Linked DNA regions of Mus musculus: all the other regions are linked to region 1. A link is a contact called in public promoter capture Hi-C data. All regions are on one chromosome and are shown on one strand. The core of a region is the stretch at or near the end of the contact, and the rest is flanking DNA. Distances in the headings are between cores, read along the strand shown. Region 1 holds the start of Slc44a2 (solute carrier family 44, member 2). Region 2 holds the start of Zfp653 (zinc finger protein 653). Region 3 holds the start of Epor (erythropoietin receptor).

Evidence for each region. Promoter capture Hi-C pulls out the DNA fragments that hold promoters and counts their contacts.
Region 2: a contact with region 1 is called in a promoter capture Hi-C map of liver, with 4 times the contacts expected there. The contact joins the promoter of Zfp653 here to the promoter of Slc44a2 in region 1. A contact is called at or near these places in 2 of 39 promoter capture datasets (both in liver) and 1 of 115 datasets of contacts at active chromatin or transcription factors (microglia).
Region 3: a contact with region 1 is called in a promoter capture Hi-C map of hematopoietic stem and progenitor cells, with 4 times the contacts expected there. The contact joins the promoter of Epor here to the promoter of Slc44a2 in region 1. A contact is called at or near these places in 2 of 39 promoter capture datasets (frontonasal cranial neural crest and hematopoietic stem and progenitor cells).

Annotation. Positions count from the first base shown.
Region 1 is chr9:21,319,370-21,322,007 of GRCm38.p6, forward strand. Slc44a2 (solute carrier family 44, member 2) reads left to right here and starts at 1,350. Exons shown (of 23, transcript NM_001359227.1): 1 at 1,350-1,482. The coding sequence starts at 1,452. Gm39302 (predicted gene, 39302) reads right to left here and starts at 1,745. Exons shown (of 2, transcript NR_166671.1): 1 at 1,221-1,745.
Region 2 is chr9:22,070,035-22,072,672 of GRCm38.p6, forward strand. Zfp653 (zinc finger protein 653) reads right to left here and starts at 1,342. Exons shown (of 9, transcript NM_177318.3): 1 at 1,015-1,342. The coding sequence starts at 1,307. Ecsit (ECSIT signalling integrator) reads right to left here. Exons shown (of 9, transcript NM_001253897.1): 9 at 2,212-2,546. The coding sequence ends at 2,290. It overlaps Gm16845 (predicted gene, 16845), which reads left to right and starts at 968. Exons shown (of 3, transcript NR_040407.1): 1 at 968-1,130.
Region 3 is chr9:21,962,266-21,964,903 of GRCm38.p6, forward strand. It overlaps Epor (erythropoietin receptor), which reads right to left and starts at 1,311. Exons shown (of 8, transcript NM_010149.3): 1 at 1,052-1,311; 2 at 1-71. The coding sequence starts at 1,166.

The DNA.
Region 1 (2,638 bases), core at 100-2,599:
CACCATTGCCCAGCAACTTCTAAGGTTGCTTTTTTTCTTTTCTTTTCTTTTCTTTTTTTTTCTTTCTGTTTTTATCGAGACAGGGTTTCTCTGTATAGCCCTGGCTGTCTTGGAACTCATTTTGTAGACCAGGCTGGCCTCGAACTCAGAAATCTGCCTGCCTTTGCCTCCCAAGTGCTGGGATCAAAGGCGTGCCCCACCACGCCTGGCTTAGGTTAACCATTCTTTATTTTCTCAAGATTTATTTCTTTATTGTATATAATAGTGTTCTGCTTGCATATATGCCTGCATGCCAGAAGAGGGCACCAGATCTCATTATATATTGTTGTGAACCACCATGTGGCTGCTGGGAATTGAACTCAGGTCCTCTGAAAGACAGGATCTGGAAGAGAGCAGGCAGTGCTCTTAACCTCTGAGACATCGCTCCAGCCCTAATCATTGTTATTCTAGAACTTATTTTAGATCATGTCTGTCAACATTTCAAACCTTCCACTGATCAAAGAAAATTTTTGTTTATTGAGACTGGGTCTCACGTACCCCAGGCTGTCCTCAAACTCCTGTGTAGCTAAGGCTAGCCTGGAACTACTGTGCCTCCTTCTTCATCTCCCAAGTGCTGGAATGATAGGTGTTTTTCAAAACTACCTTTTAAGGTTGGACATGGTGGCATACACCTTTAAACCCCACACTCAGAGATAGAGGCATGGGTATCTCTCTTAGTCTGGTCTACATAGCAACTTTCAGGATAGCTAGGACCCCAGGGAGGCTCAGTCTCAAAATAATAATAATAATAATAATAATAATAATAATAATAATAAAGGAGATCCTGCAGCTTCTGCCTCCCCAGTGCTGGGATTGGAAGATTAAAGTCGTAAACCTCCTACCCAGAGGCCCAGGGACATGCCACTCCTTCTCTTTTATTCCTTTCTGACTTGTGTTCAAACTCTCAAAATCTTACCAATAGGATGAATGAGCACATGACAACTTTTTCTGCATCCCTAGCTCAGTCAGCGCTCAGTACCTGGACAAAGAATGACTTGCTGAGCGGTGGTTGAGCACACCTTTAATCCCAGTATTTGAGGCAGACAGATCTCTTGAGTTCCAGGCCAGCCGTGTTACAGAGTTCCGGTACATCCAGGGCTGCACAGAGAAACCCTGTCTAAAAACAAAACAAAAACAAACCCACAAAACCCAAAACAACAACAACAAAAAGAATGACTGACCAGCAGATGCAACACACTAATTGTCCACAGAGAGAGCGGACTGGAAACCAGAAGGTGGCTGCCCCCCAACGCCCCTCCCTGGGCACGCCCCTAAGGGGCGGGGCTGTCTTGGGCGTGCGCGCTGGGGGCGGTGTCAGGCGGGGCAGGGCGGGGCCAGCAGCGCGCGGTGTCTCCCGCCCGCTTGGGTTGGGGTCGCGCTGGCTTCGGACTCAGCTCTCCTCGGTTGAGGCCATGGAGGACGATCGGAAGGACGCAGTCTATGGTAGGAGTAGCCTCCGGCCTGTAGGTCGCCTGTGCTGACTTGGGAAGGAGGGGGTTTTGAGGAAGGGCAACATCTGAGAGCCTTAAAACAAAACACTCGTGGCTGCAGGCAGTACGAAGGCCCTTCTGTCCGCGTCCTCAGGCCTCTGCATCCCGCGCTGGCTCAGCCGGAGCTCTTGGCCCTAGCCCAGGTTGTCCCCCGTGTCTCTTTTCGGGGATCTTCAAGCTTACTCCCTTCCTGAGCGATGAGCCGGGACTTATGGCGCATGCTCCTCGCCTGGAGGTCCCGTTATCTGGGAGAATTAGGTGATGGGCGGGGGAGGGGATGCGAGGCGATCTTAGCTTGGGGTGTGGGCAAGAATGGGGCCCGACCTCGCCACATGTCCCGTCTCCTTAAGACCCAAGTGTCCTCCACATCTTCGCCATTTACATCCAGAATAGCGACTCCAAGCTTAGTACTAGATGGGGAAACTGAGGCAAGGCTGAAGAGTCCCGTATAACTGGAATTAGGTGCCTAATGCGACAGGGAAGGTCAGAGACGAGGCGGGCAGGCGGGGAGCAATGCAGAAACTTTCCCTGCCTGTGCTGATTGTTGCAGGTGCCTGTAATTTTAAGGGTTCCAGGAGACCCGGACCTCAGTAAGGCCTGAGGTGGCCTTAGCCACTTGGAGCTGGGGGTGGGGCCAAGATGCGGATTTCTCACCCTACCCGACTCCGGGTTCCCACGGACTGGGTGTTGAACTCTGAGCCTCCTTCCTCTTATCTATTTTAGGTTCCTTGGGCCTAAATCGGCCACAAGCCTTAAGAGGCATAGCTGAGACTCTGGCAGAGGGGCTCTATCCCTCCCCCTGATATACCACTTTGTGTGACTGGAACTTCCTGGAAACTGCTAGACTCTAGAGTCTTGGGGAGGGGGCCGGAAATGGTTCAAAAATAACTAGAAAAGCAAGTAGGCTCTCTGCCTTCCTCCTCTTTCCTGGGTCTGTGCGGTCCAGGGGGAGGAAAAAAAAAGAATAGACAGGTCCCAGAGGCTGTGACACACCCTTCCTGGCCTAAAGGAAGGTAGCAAGACCTAGCCTTTCAGGGCTCTCCCAGCTTGAAGTTGCCAGCCCCCAGACCACTAGAAGGTCTGAAGCCCCAGGCTCTTGGGTTGCTGTG
Region 2 (2,638 bases), core at 92-2,591, 750 kb after region 1:
TGAGCTTTCCCTCCATGGCTTAGCATCCAGCTTGTCTTCCCACTGTGGACACCTGCACTGTGAGACAGCAGGAGTAACCTCTATTGGAAATGCTCCACCTTCTAGCTGTTCTTAAGGGCATGGGGTTTTTACTCTTGGGCACTTCTGCTGTCCTTGTCTCTTCCTGGAGGACACTGAGAGAGACATGCTTGAGTCTCAAACAGGAGAGGCCATCTACACTTTCAGAGCCTGCTTCTCAGTGTGGCAAGCTGCACATGACAGTTTACCAATAGGTCTGACAACTACAGCGTGGTGAACCATTCATGGTCTTAGTCTGATCCCTAGAGGGCACGTGGTAGAAGAGGACTAGCTCTGCAAAGCTGTCTTCCCACCTCCTTATGTGGGCCTACATACACCACACACGCACACATACACAAGAATAAAAGTGCCCTCACACCAAGCCTGGCACATGCCTTTAGTCCCAGCACTCAGGATGCACACAAGTAACCCTGACAAGGTTGTTGAAACAGGTGGCTGGGTTAAGGCTGCTTTCTTGTTGAGGATCCGGGTTTGGTTCCCACAACCTACATGGTGGTTCACAATGGTGGTTTCTGGGGATCCGACACCCTTTTCTGACCTCTGCAGGTAGTTCATGCACGTGGTACACATATATCCACGAAGGCAAGGCACTCATACGCAGAAAATCAGAGTGCCCAGCACCTTTGGAGGTTTACACCTGAGAGCCAGCCCCAGGCCAGGCCAGTGGAGGCGGGTCGACTCTTCAGACGGGCCAGTCGGAGCTTCCGAAGGCGGGCAGAGGGGTGGGGCACAGGCTTGCATTGGGTAGTCAATGGGTCGGAGGCGGAGCCGCGAGGAGGCGCGTGAGGGGTCTGGGTTGCCTAAGCCCGAGACCGAGGGCCGCCAGGCGGCCCGGGGGTGGGGCTTCACGCTCCGGGGGCGGGGCCGCTGCCCTTTTCGTCCCTCCCCCGGCTTCTTCTCTCCCTCCCTCCCTCTCCCGGCCCCGCGCCCCCTTACCCGTGGCGACCGCTACGCTGGCCACGCTCCAGCGAAATGAGGTAGGCGGCAAGTTTGGCGTCGCTCCAGCCGCTGCGGCGTCTCAGGTCCACCCAGGGGCCGTGCGCCTCGCCCAGGTACACGCGCCGCACGTCGTACTTCTTCCGGGACTCGAGCCGCCTCCGGGCCCGGTCCGACTCGGTGAGCCGCGGCCGGCCCCGCGCCTTTCTGCCTGCCGCGCCTTCCTCTGCCGCCGCCTCCCCGCCTGCGCCCGCCTCCGCCTCCGCCCCGGGCTCTGGAGCCCGCTCCGCCATCCCCCCCTCCCTGGTTACCGGCCTCCCCCGTTGTTAGGAGCCTCGACCGGAAGTGGCGCGCCTAGTCTGCGCCGCCGGGAGATTTCTCACAGGGTCTTCTCTGCCCGCGGCGCCAAACGGGGACAACTAGCCATAGCTGCGCATGCGCGTAGTCCGTCCGGCCCAGGCCATGGAAGTGCGTTCTGTTGACAAGTCAGTTATTTGGGAGGTAGAGGCACTGGGTACTGAAACTCAGGTAATCCTTGCCTCTCTATTGAATTCTTCGGCAATGTGATTAAAGATTTTTTCAAAAGGGCTGGAGAAATGGCTCACTGGTTAAGGGCACTCACTGCTTTTCCAGAGGACCTGCGCTCAAATTCAGCACCTACATGGCAGCTAGAACTGTCTGTAATTCCAAGATCTACCATTCTCACATAAACATATATACATGCAGAACACCAATGCACATAAAATAAAGGTAAATACATTTAAAAGATGTTTTTAAAGGCCAACAAGTCGGCTCTGCAGGTAAGGTGATGGCTGGCATACTTGACAATCTGAGTTACATTTCCGAGATTCACAGGGTCATATATCGGAACAGACTCCAGCAAATGGTCTTCTGACCTCCACACATCCCTCCCATACCATAAATATATAAATGGATTTTTTTTTTTTTTTTTGGTTTTTCGAGACAAGGTTTCTCTGTGTAGCCCTGGCTGTCCTGGAACTCACTCTGTAGACCAGGCTGGCCTCGAACTCAGAAATCTGTCTGCCTGCCTCCCGAGTGCTGGGATTAAAGGCGTGTGCCACCACGCCCATCTATAAATGGAATTTTTGAAAAGACAAGTTTAAAAAAGGGTCCCAAGGTGGTAAACCCAAAAGAGCCCATGCAGAACATACGAAGGGAAGCCACAGGGCCAGGGAAGAGGTTTTGATTTTTTTATTTTCTCCATATTATTTCATACCAGCCCAGTCTTTTCTCCTCATGCCAGCTCTATCTGACTCAACTTTGCCCCTGCTGCTGCTCTGCCTGAATGGTCTCATCATCTTCCTCAGGCCCCTTGGGAGGACTGTGGGGAGGGGACTGTCCCTCCAGCCTTGAAGTTGTCAGGAGCTCCCCCGTGGACCTGGCCAGGCGGAATACCACTGGGATCTGTGCCAGGGTTGGGTTGGTCTCCTGCAAGCCTTGGATCCACTTGATCAATGTTGCCTGATCATGGGCACCAGCCATGCACATGGCGAAGACAGGGCCTTCTGTCACTGTTAGGAGAAGAGTTTGTGTCTCACCACTGTGACGTACTCTGAGCACCTCCATGAGTTCACAGCCAGCTCCCTGTGCCACATAAATGTTC
Region 3 (2,638 bases), core at 61-2,560, 640 kb after region 1:
ACACACCAAGTCTTCCAAGCGTTGGGTGAAGCACAGAAGTTCTTCGGAGCCCCGGGATGCCAGCAGGGCCGCTAGAAAAGGGGATAGCCATGGCGGGGGGAGGGGGAGATCAGGGAAGCCCAGGTCTGCCTTCCACGGTGCCCTTACCCTCCCTCTTGTCGCCTGTGCAGATCCGATAATTTTAGTGCCCCGCCCTCTTCTCCAAAAGGGCCTTCGAGGGGTCTTGCAAAAGTGGCGCCTCAGAACTCCCAAGAGTAGCGACCCCGCCTGCCTTGTTCTACTCCTCCGTGCGCACGCCCACTCACCCTGCAAGTTGAGCGCTGTTCGCCCCGCCCTAGCGGGTGTGTGTGAGCGCAGAGAACTCGGCCTCCTATCGGTTCCCGCAGGCACCCGGCTGTCCCCCGATAGCGCCAACCGTGTCCCCCGCCCCCTTCCTCCTCCTAGCAAGCCGTCCAAAGGACCTAGCACCATCCGCCCGCCAAACTGAGTTTACAGTCTGCAGCGGGTCTGTTTCACAGTCTCTGGGAGCTCGATCCCCTCCCCCAGGAGAGCGGACCTAGCACTACCTTACCCTTGCCATTTCTACCATATCCCAGACTCCCTCAAAACACGAAACAGAGCCGAATGTGTTGGCTCTTGCAGGTCATCCCAGCAACTGGAGGTGGAGGCAGGAGAATCAGGAATTCAAGCTCAACCTCAATTACATAATGAGTCTGAGGGCAGCTTTGGCTACACAGACGCCGCCTCAAAACCAGAAACAGTACAGGCGAGTGACACATGCCTTTCATCCTAGCAATTCCAGGACATCCTGGAATGTCTAGCGAGATCCTGCTTCAAACAAACAAACAAACAAACAAACAAACAAACAAACCAACCAATCTTAAGCCTCTGCCCTGAGCATCACTCCAGGGCGAGGAGACTCTGAGATGCCTCATCGAGTTCAGACACCAGTTTGGCCCCTAGGACCCCATCTGGAGGTTCAGGGGACATTTAGCCCCTGGGACTCGGGCTGGGAATTCAGACCACAGCATTGCCCATGTACAGTTCTTACCTTTGCTCTCAAACTTGGGGTCCGGGAGGCTGGGTGAAGGTGCCCAGGCTGCCCCAGCAAGTAGGAGACAGAGGGGGCCTACCCGAGGCCAGAGGGGCACCCTGAGTTTGTCCATGATGCAGCCCTAGCTTCAGGAAGCTCAGGGCTCCAGCGCCCCTGTTTCGTCCCCCCCACCTCTCCTTCCCTTTCCTCTTTCCCCTTTCCCCTAGTCCACAGCTGGGTCAGCAGCAGCTGCCGGACACAGCTGACCAGGAGCTTCTAAGTGGCAGCTCCTTCCAGGGGGCGGGGCCAGCTTGCAGGCTGGGGACAGATAAGCTACAGCCACCAAGGGAACAGGGGCCTTCTTGGGCACAGCCACTGCCTAAACCAGTGTAGGGGGTGGGGCAGACAGCAGAGTTTTGTTTCGGGTGGCTTTGCTAATGTGGTCACGGACAAGTGACTTATGTTGTTTCACCGTCTAGGTCTAGTCCGGGCATCTGTGAATCCAGCCTGCTGTGCAGCCGGCAGGCCACAGATGGAAGAGAGGCTCTCGCTCCAGCCAGTATCTCTTCCCCAGCTCAGTTCAAAATAAGAATCCTAAAGACAACTAGCAACTGGGTGTGTGAGTGGAATCAGGCTGTGTAGCGTGACAGACACGTGCTATGGTGTTTTCTGTTTATGAATTACACGGATTTGGGAATATGAAATATTTACTATTTTTAAAATTACATTTGTGTGTGTGTGCATGTGTGTGCATGCACAAATGCAGCAGGATGCTTGTGGACAGCACAGAACAACTTGGGGAGTCAGCTCTCTCCTGCCTTGTGCTCCTGGTATTAAGCTGAGGTCTTCAGTATTGGCAGAAAAATCTTTGACCAGCTGAGCCAGCTCACCTGAGCCATCCGTCTCACCAGCCCTGATTGTTTTGGAGACAGTGTATCCCAAGCTGACATCAAGCTCCCTGAATAACTAAGGATGATGTTAGACTCCTGGTCCTCCTGCTTTCACTTCCTGGGTGTTGGGATGACAGGCATGCACCACCTATGTGGTGCTGGGACTGGAACCCAGAGCTTCACCTTACTGAGCAAGGGCTCTGCCAACTCTACAGCTCCAGTATTGCTTGCTTTCTTCCATGCAGGATGTCACTAAATAGCCCAGGCCGTCTTGGAACTGTGGCAATCCTCCTGACCCAAGCTTCTGAGTGCTCAGATCACAGACCTGTGCTTTCTTTCTTTTCTTTTTTTTTTTAAGACTTATTTATTTATTATATGTAAGTACACTGTAGCTGTCTTCAGACGCACCAGAAGAGGGCATCAGATCTCTGTTACAGGTGGTTGTAAGCTACCATGTGGTTGCTGGGATTTGAACTTCGGACCTTTGGAAGAGCAGTCGGGTGCTCTTACCCCTGAGCCATCTCACCAGCCCCAGACCTGTGCTTTCTATACTTAAAAATAAAAAAAACAAAGTTGAATGGCGGGTAGTGGTACAGCACTTGCCTAGCAGGTGGAAAACCCTGGGTTTATCCCCAGAACCCCCCAAATACAGAGATAGGTGGATGCATACATATACATACATAAGTACATAGTACGTACATACATACATACATGG